2 separate regions of the Canis lupus genome follow, and region 1 is linked to region 2. A link is a contact called in public Hi-C data. All regions are on one chromosome and are shown on one strand. Each heading gives the region's core, a stretch centred on a gene start, on an enhancer-like site or on the middle of the called end of the contact. The rest is flanking DNA. Distances are from core to core; before and after follow the strand shown. Region 1 holds the start of TMEM9B (transmembrane protein 9B). Region 2 holds the start of RPL27A (ribosomal protein L27a).

The links. A called contact is a pair of places that touch in the nucleus more often than the background predicts.
Region 1: a Hi-C map of blood shows a contact between it and region 2, with 2.5 times the contacts expected there. The contact joins the promoter of TMEM9B here to the promoter of RPL27A in region 2. A contact is called at or near these places in 4 of 9 Hi-C or Micro-C datasets (amygdala, blood and skin fibroblasts).

What each region holds. Positions count from the first base shown.
Region 1 is chr21:32,921,074-32,925,547 of UU_Cfam_GSD_1.0, forward strand. It overlaps TMEM9B (transmembrane protein 9B), which reads right to left and starts at 1,288. Exons shown (of 5, transcript XM_038569002.1): 1 at 1,065-1,288. The coding sequence starts at 1,169. It overlaps LOC119865003 (a long non-coding RNA gene), which reads left to right and starts at 956. Exons shown (of 2, transcript XR_005375729.1): 1 at 956-2,063; 2 at 2,419-3,271.
Region 2 is chr21:32,699,420-32,704,307 of UU_Cfam_GSD_1.0, forward strand. RPL27A (ribosomal protein L27a) reads left to right here and starts at 2,841. Exons shown (of 5, transcript NM_001252225.1): 1 at 2,841-2,875; 2 at 3,258-3,321; 3 at 3,756-3,831; 4 at 4,504-4,678. The coding sequence starts at 2,873. LOC119865044 (a small nucleolar RNA gene) reads left to right here and starts at 4,004; the gene lies at 4,004-4,133. TRIM66 (tripartite motif-containing protein 66) reads right to left here and starts at 406. Exons shown (of 21, transcript XM_038568983.1): 1 at 230-406. The coding sequence starts at 235.

The sequences.
Region 1 (4,474 bases), core at 38-2,537, 220 kb after region 2:
ACACGAGACTTGCTGCTTTCCCTATTTCTGGTAGGAGGTAGCAAAGATTTCAACAAGAACTCCCGATCAAAACCCCCTGAGCTGTCTGCATTAAACCTGTCTTTCCCAACCTGTCCCATATTATGGATTAAAGCTATTTTTTAAAATGCAAATGTCAATCTGTCTTCCCATCACATTAAGGTAAATTCCTTCCGTTTTCTCCAATAAGGAGCTAGCTCATCAAGGAGGACGCACAAGTGTGTACCAGGGGCAAAGCAGGTCTGGAGGGTGGGAGCATGAAGGGGGCTATAAAGAGCAGCATGAGGAGGCTGGAAGGACCCAGAAGTGGAGCAGGGGAGAGGGCTACAACTTTACCTCCCTGTAGCTTGGGCCCTTCCCTTCCCCACTGAATTATCAGGAAGAAAGAAGGCCAAACAAAGAGGCCAAGAGATCCTGGAGGGAGTTAGGTCAGGATATTAGGCTGGTGGTCCTCTGTGTAGGTCCTATTGGGAAGGCAGGCTGCAAGGAGAGGCAAGTTCCTACACTGGGAAGGGAACCGGTTCAGGGGTGAGTTGAAATGAGTTCCTAAGAGGGAGGCTTTCCGTGAGGTGGGGGCTTCTGGTAATTCTGGCTTAGGGAACGGGGGCGGGGCAGGAAGAGGGCTGTGAGGCAGGTGGAGGGCGCGGTGGGCTTCAGGAGCTTAGGGGTGGAAAGCTAAAGGCTCTCAGAGTTGGAAACGCTGTAAGGTTTGAGGCGGTGCCGTCGGCGCTGGGAAGGGGACCTTCTAGGAGGGGGAGGAGCGCGTCCGGGCTGCGGGCGCTGTCGCGGCTGGGCGGAGCTGGGGCGGGGGCGGGGCAGGGGCAGGGGCGGGAAGGAGGCGGCGCGGCCAGGGCTGGGGGTGCGAGAGCGGCCGGCACTGCCGGAGTGGCGGGGCTGGGGGCGCCGGTGCGATCGGGCGGGGGGCGGCCTGCAGGTCGGGGTGGCAGGGCCGGGAGAGGCGCGGGGAGGGCAGCAGGCCGACAGACGGCTTTCGGCAGGCCGGAGGGGAGGGGCTCCTGTCTGGAGCGAAGGCTGCGCCGACTCACCTTGGCGGCGTCTGACAGCTGCACCAGCAGCAGCACCGAGAGCGCCAGGCAGGACAGGCTGAGCAAGGAGCCAAGCCGAAGGAAGCCTCCCCACACGGTCGCCATCGCTGCCAGGCCCGGCGGTGGCCACAGCCCGGAGCCCCCGCGACCTGGTCCGGGCTGGGGCTCCGGCTCGGGCTCCGGCTCGGGCTCCTCCGCCCGCACTTCCGGCCGGGCCTCGGCGTCACCGGCCGCGCGGGGTCAGCTACGTCACCGTCCGCCCCGGAAACGGTTCCCCGTGCGCAGGCCGCGGAGGCTGCGCGGTGCCGGCGCCCGCCCCGCGAACGCTCGGGCGCGGGAAACCAAGGGGGCGCCCCTGGCGCGGCAGAGCTCCGAGGCGTGAGGCTGTCCTTCCTGGGCGCTGGAGCAGCGGCGGCTGAGGACCTGCAGGGCCCTGGGGAGTCCTCTCGCCCGGGAGACCCCCAGCAACTCCAGCGACCCCTGCGAGCCCGGAGCCGTCCGTCGCCAGGCCCCCGAGGCTGGGGCGAGCCCAAGCGCCCGGGGCGGCTTGCGAGGGCAGGTGGCAGGCGTGGAGGCGGCCACGGGACTGACGGCCGAGCCATGCCTTCCGGGAGGCCTACCCCCAGCCGGAGGGCCGTCCTCCCCGGCACTTGGCCCCTAACCTGCAGCCCCTGCGCCTCCCGGACGCCGCTCGCGGCAGGGCTTCCAACACGCTGGCTTCGGCTTGGTCTCCCCGCTTGCCTCCCGCTGGGGCCTGACCGCCTAGACCCCAGCCTGCTGCACGAACCGCGCGTCAGCGGCGCGGCTGAGTCGGGCCGGGCTAGGTCTGGCTCCGGAACGTGTGGAATTGGCCAAAGAACCGCCCTAGTAGCCTCCTCCGCCCGGGACTCCAGTAGTTGGGGAACTGCGGTGCTACGATCCTATTAAGGGCGGCTGGCCTCGAAGTCAAGAGTTGGGGGAGCGCTGACCGGCCTTGCAAGTGCGGGTCATCCTCTGCAGGTAATTTAGGAGGACCCTGGAGATGGCGCAGTGTCTCCAATTAAAATATTTTTCAGTTAATGAAGACATTGTGGAGCGGGATAGTGGAAAGAATACAGAGCTCATCACCACCACTGCAGATTTGCTGAAGGACTTTGGGCAAAACACTTACCTTTCCTGGGCCTCTGGTTCTTGGTTCACTATGGGGAGATTGAACTCTTATCTATGGATTTCAAATTCTCCCATGTTTCTTAAAATCTTTAAAACAAAAAAGTAGTCTTTTCCTAGTTTTCAGAAATGTTTTAATTAATTACTAGACTCTTCCTTTAACTTAAAAAATTTTTTTAAAGATTTTTTAAAAATTTATTCATGATAGACACAGAGAGGCAGAGACACAGGCAGAGGAAGAAGCAGGCTCCATGCGGGGAGCCCGACGCGGGACTCGATCCCGGGTCTTCAGGATCACGCCCTGGGCTGAAGGCAGCATTAAACCGCCGAGCCACGGGGGCTGCTCCATGTCCAACATGTGGCTATATTTCAGGATCCTGTGAGATCGAGTCACTGCTCTAGGACTGAACCGGTCAGGTGCCCCTCCCGTGTGATTATTGTTGATGCCAGACTCTAACACAAGGTGTCTGATACTATGCCAGATATATTTAGCCCCTTTCAATCCCAAGTGGCAAGTGGTGCCTAGTCCCAGCCAGAATCAGAGGGGTAGGGCTAGATGACCTTTCATCAAAGCCCCTGCAGGCTGTCCCTGTGGAGGTACTGTCACATTAGTGAGATAACAAGTCTTTGTTGTTGGTGTTTTGCTGGCCAAGAACAACTCGGAGGTCAGAATAGTCTGTGAGGCACTGTAGATGTGATTGCTAAAGGCAAGTTTGGGATCAATTTAGGGTTCATTGTCTAGGTCTGATATTTAAGGGTGTGCTCCCTCTGGCTAGAACCTCACAGGTCTTTTCTTCTTCATGATTGAGAGTACAGAGGCTTAAAGTGAATATATATTAATGACTGGTGGGTCTTATCTGCTTATTGGAGAATTAACAAGTGCACTCCTGGAAGCAGCATTTTAGAGTTAGACTGTCCAGTACAGTAGCCACTAGCCACATGTGTCATTGAGCACTTGAAATGTGGCTAATCAGAATTGAGTAAGTGCAAAATATACACTGGATTTCAAAGACTTAGTACAAAAAAAAAAAAAAAAACCTTAGTATTTTTATATTGCTTAAGGTTGAAATATTTCAGATACATTGGATTAAATTATTAAAATAATTTCATTTGTTTCTTTTTACCTTAAATGCGGCCACTAGAAAATGCAATATTTATGTTAGGCATCAGTGTTCTAGAACATAGACTATAGCTCCCATGAGTGGAGTATAACTGTAAGATGGTTGCCTGGCTAGAGACTGAATGAAGACTCAGGCTTGGATAAGGAGAAAGAGGACAGAGCTAGAGCCAAGGGTTTGGGGGAGGTGTGTGTCGGCCAAAAAAATGAAAGTAATTTTAGGTGATGCAATAGAAGTTAAAACAACAAAAAAAAGTAGTAAAGCTATTGGTTCCTTTTGTTCTGCCCTGCTCACACCTAAATAACACTTTCCCCTTAGGTAAGGGGTTTTCTAGCTAGAAGAACTTAGCTGACCTATGTGCACTTCCTTCTGTGTTTGTGGAAATATTTCATAACCTCATGGTAAAATTATGTTTTCTAATAGTGAAAGGGTATATAAGGGAAGGGAGAAGAAATGTGTGGGAAATATCAGAAAGGGAGACAGAACATAAAGACTCCTAACTCTGGGAAACGAACTAGGGGTGGTGGAAGGGGAGGAGGGCGGGGGGTGGGGGTGAATGGGTGATGGGCACTGAGGGGGGGGGCACTTGATGGGATGAGCACTGGGTGTTATTCTGTATGTTGGTAAATTGAACACCAATAAAAAATAAATTTATAAAAAAATAATAATGAAATTATGTTTTCATATCTGCCTCTAAATTTCCCAGCCTCCACCCAAATATGGTGAGCTTTCTGAGGGCAGGGACCTTGCCTATTCTCTTTGGAAACTGAGATCTTCTAAAAACCAATAAATGTGGGGATCCAGAGAAAGGAAAAGGTGAGTGAGAGAGGCTCTTAAGGTGTGTCAAGGAACTAGGTAATTACCTGAATCCCTGTATGGTTCCTTTTGACCATGAGAAGGCAATGCTGAGCCCAGAGAACTATAGATGGGATGTGGGCCACCATAGTAGGCAGGAGAGGAGAGATTTCTGACCTAGGGTTTTCCTAGACCTTAAGGCTACATCAGAGTTCTTTTTACAGGCAAGGACTTAGCACCCAGTCATTTCCCTTAGGACCCACTCTTCTTCTCCCTTCTCCTTGCTTCCCTGTGACTTGGTTTTCTTAGTTCATTATTTTTAAAGGAGTAACACAGGTCTAGGGGCACCTA
Region 2 (4,888 bases), core at 1,591-4,090:
CAGAGTACTGGTCCACTCAGGGAGAATTTCCGTTCTGATGGATGACCTGAGGGATAGGATGAAGTTCCTCTATAATCATGGAAGTTGGCAAAACTATTCAAAAGCAGTGCCCATTACCCAAAACCCTACCTCTACCCTCTGAACAGTCTTAGTCTTGGTCCTCACTCTAGACCCTCCTTACAGAACACTTAATGGTTACCTTTCATTCCCAAAGCTCTGCCCAGCTTACCTCCATTCACAGACCATGTTCCCAAGGGTAGCTCAGTTCATCTCTTGTGCACTTATTGGCCAGCTTTGACGTCAAATAGAGGGTGATCTCTTCTTAGACCTTGCCTCCCACTCTCATGGCCCCTCTTTCTGCTGGTCCCAGGCAGTATATGATCAAGGACTGAAGGACTGATGAAGACCATAAAGCTGTGAGGTCAGAAAGGGAGTGGTCACTGAGGTAAAAACAGATCTGGAAAGAGAAGACTAAAGACTAGGTAGGCCCAGGCCCTGTATCTTGGCAGCACTATAGCCTCTGGCAAGTCACTCAACCTTCTGTGCCTCAGTTCTCGTATTCTTATTCATAAAATGGAGCTAGTATTGTTGACTTCTGAGGCCAATGCATTTTGTAAACTTCAAGGTATATTTGGCTATTATCACTGTGGATTGCAGTGTTCTGGGAAGAAGCAGAATATAAAGTTTTGGGCCTTAAAGGTTGAGGAAAATTCAGGATATCTGATAGGAAGATGAGCGCTACAGGCATGAGAAATGGCACAGCACAGGCAGAAAGGCAGGGATGTATCAAGTCTGGCGGCAGTAGGAAGCTCGTGTAAAACGAGAAGCTGGGGTTGGTTTGGAAAGGCAAGTGGGCTGTATTCTGTTGGTCAAAGGGAGCTATCCAACTTTTTGATCAAGTAAGTGAAGGTGAAAGTCATGTTTTGGGAAGGTTAACCTGGCAGAGGTGAGATGGATGAAAGTATTGGATGAGGATTAGAATGCAGGCAGGATGACTAGAGAAGGATGTTGAACTCAAGAGACATGATGAGAATCCTAAGGAAGGCAGTGGCATGGGGGTTTAAAAGGAGGAAGCAGATTTGAGATACAGAACAAAAGAATATGGTGACAGTGACAGTATATTAGGAGAAATGAAGGCTTTGAAACCATTTTCAGGTCTCCATGACATCACTATCTAAGTGGACAAGGGTGCCACTCACCAAGATATAGTATAAAGGAGAAGGCACCAGTGAGCAAGGAAGATTGAAGTCTTTGAATACGTTTGCCAAGTTTGTCTGTAGAATGTCCCAGGGATAATAATCAGAAATTAAGTAAGTACATGAATGTGGAGCTCAGCAATAGAGATGTGAATTGAAGCCACCCAACATACGCTCACCAAGAAGACTGCACACTGTGAAAAGTTAAGAGAGGCAAGAACTGGAGGCTGAAAAACATCAACAGTTAAATGGTGTATAGAGTTAGAAGAACCCGGAAAAACTGACAAATGGCTAGAGAGATAGGAAGAAGGCAAGAGTTTCTATGAAGAAGTGAAAGAGGTAAGGTACAACAGAGAACACACGGTAAGAGGAATGAGAAGAGTCCATTCAACTCGTTTAATTTATGATTTGAGTAAGAGTGGTGTGGCTGATTAAACATGAATGGGAAATGAACAAATGGACAGAATTCAGACTACTCTTTTGGGGAGCTTGGCTGTAAAGGAAAGAGCTAGGATGGTAGGGAGAAAGTAGGGAGAATCTAGGATATTTTAGTAAAATATATTTTAGCTGATAGGAACGAGGCAAGGAAAATAAACACACAGAGTAATTGGAAGAACGGGAGTTTAGACACTGGTTGAGACTTGAGAGGTGGCTCTTCCACTATGAGGTGAAAGTACATTCAACCACTTGATTTGTTGAACATGTACTACATGCCAGGAACTGGGAGTACTGGGATAAAATACTCCTGAACCATTAAGGAATTTGGTCGAGTAGGGGAGACAAATGTGGATCAACAATTATGCACGAGCTATGTATGTACTAGAATGTGGGGGGGGCACAAGTGGGGGAAGCAGCAATGACCGTATGGGTCAGAGAAGTTCCACAGGGAAAGGAGACACTTGCATTGCAAAGATCGAGGTTGAGCAGGGGTTTTCTGGTCCAGGAGAGGGGTTCACAGCCTTGTCAAGTAGGTTCAGGTGAGAAAATTTGGTGGTTACAAAAAGTATTTAGAGTCTGGATTAAAAAAAAACAAAAAACAAAACAAAACCATAAAGCAACCAGGTATACAGGTCCCTGAAGTATACTGGATTGTTCAAACTCTGGACGCCCAGGATGACAGCACAAGCGCAAAGGAGCAATTAAGACCGAGCGCCTCCTCGGAGCGTGGGCGATCAGGCGGGTGTGGACACGTAGGGAAGGGTTCAAAGGGGGCAGAGCCAGACAGCCGGTGCTCGCTGCGGGTCGAACAGCGCCTCGCGAATCCTCACTGCGGCCGCTACCGCCGGGGCCGAGCCGACCGCGAGGACGAGCGAGGCGCGCGCGTCGGCTCAGCAGCGGGGCGTTCGGCCAGGAGCCCGGGCGGGTTCCGGGGACACGGGGATTCCGCGACAGGTCTCAGCCTTCGAGCCTGAGCGAACGAGGGCGACGCGGAGGCAGTTTTAGGGCGGCCGCCGTCACCCGGCCTCGGCGCGGAAGGAGGACACCGAGCTGAAAAAGGAGGGCTACCGGCCTGGCGGTCACGCGACCCCGCGAACCCCGCGAACCCCGCGAGACTCCGGAGACCCCGCCCTAGGCCCGGCCTACTCCGGCCGGAAGTGAGTCTCTTGGCTCCGCCCCCGTTGTCGGTAGCTCGCGAGATTTCGCAGACGCCTCCCTTTTTCCTCTGGGCCGCCAACATGGTAGGTGGTTCTTTTCCTTTCTCCGCCGCGTTGGTAGTTCAGGCCGCGAGCTGTACTCGCTTTGCACCTCAACCACCAACTCCCGGCCTCGGCCCGACCTTCCAGGCCGCTCGGGGCAGGGTGGCCCGTGTGGGCCCCCGAGTGTGGGCCCGCGTGTTCTGCCGAGGGTTCGGCTCTCTGAGGCACGCGGGCCTGCGCGCTCAGGCGCCGCCCTGATGAGGCCACGGGGCCCCGGGCCGACCGGTCCGTAACATCACCCTTGCTGATGTGGCCCAAAGCAGAGCCTTGACCCCGCAGACCTACAGACCCTTCTCAGACGGTCAAGTTCGCCCTCTGCCCCACCCCCCTTTGGCTTTATCACCAAGCACCTTTTTCCATACAGCCATCCAGACTGAGGAAGACCCGGAAACTTCGGGGCCACGTGAGCCATGGCCACGGCCGCATCGGTAAGTGCCGGCATCCCATCCTGGCCGGCTCTGAGCTCTCCCTGCCGGGTGCTTAGCTAGCCGGGAAGTGGGTAGGGTAGAAGTGGGTAAGCTTTGTGCGGTCATTCGGAGTAAGCTTGGCTGTTAGCTGTTGGTTTTTTCCTTAGAATTCTCTACGGTACCCCATTTAAAGACAATTTCACATCAGGGGGGCGGGTAGTTAAAATTGGGACAAAGTGTTCATTTGTCGAAGGCATGAACACTATCCAACAGTGGATAGTGCTGTGATGTGGAACATTGCAAAGAGAAGTTTGACCCAGAGTCTTGAGGGAATAGCAATGCTTAAAGAGGTTTTGTAGACTGAAAAAATAAAACGCAGAAGTGTGGGGAAATGCTTTTTGCAAGAAGACTTGAACTGGAGAAGGCTACGTTAGCCATGTAGCTTTGTATTGCAGGCAAACACCGGAAGCACCCAGGAGGCCGGGGTAATGCTGGTGGCATGCATCATCACAGGATCAACTTCGACAAATAGTGAGTGTTTCTTGACCTGTACTTTCACCAGCACTGACAGTTTATTGGAGTGATGGGTAAAGGGCTGGCTCAGGACACCTTCAGTGGGAAGCAAGCCTCTTAACCACTCAAAAACCTTTGTATATTGCTGGGTTTTAGCAAGTTAACATTTGATGTGAACCGAGAATTTGCCATCGAGGCTAGAGTCACGCTTGGGTATCAGCTATTGCCTTAGTGTGCTAGAGTCCTCGAAGAGTAATTGCTGACCTTATTCACTGGCTGTGACCCTTATGGCATAGTCAGTCACCAGGTTAGTGACATGCGTCAGGTGTATAATCTGCTAGATTCACTATGCCCCCAAATTTGTTTAGAAAATCTACTACAAGAATGTGTGGAATTTCCATAGAGTGGCTGTCAGGTGATACGGAAGATCTCTAGTCTTGGCTCTGCCTCTGACTTTTTTCAGTGATTTATCCTGGTTCCATGAAGTAAGGGTAGTCTCCTGAACATCTTCCATGGCTTTTTTTTTTAAAGACTTGTTTTAATGCAACAATGAATGGAGTCCTGGTTATGTCACTATTGTGCACTGATGAACAAGTTACGTTATAACTAGGAGAGATGAACTATGAAGACAATAAACCTCACTTCTTAATTGGAATCAGGTTATGAAAGTGATTACCTTTCTCTTCCTAGTCACCCAGGTTACTTCGGAAAAGTCGGTATGAGACATTACCACTTAAAGAGGAACCAGAGCTTCTGCCCAACTGTCAACCTTGATAAACTGTGGACCTTAGTCAGTGAGCAGACACGGGTAAATGCTGCCAAAAACAAGACTGGAGCTGCTCCTATTATCGATGTGGTGCGATCGGTGAGTGAATGAATATTTGTTGACTTTACATGGTCTTTGCCTCTCAAAATTCTGGATAATCTGATCTACTGATGCCCTTCCTAGAATTTATACCTAGTTACCTACCAGACTACTGTCTTTTGACAGAATTTCAACAGGTAAACTCCCCAAAATTGCATTCTAGTTGTGATTCATGCAAAACATTCAGCTCTTTCCAGTCCCTCATTCATT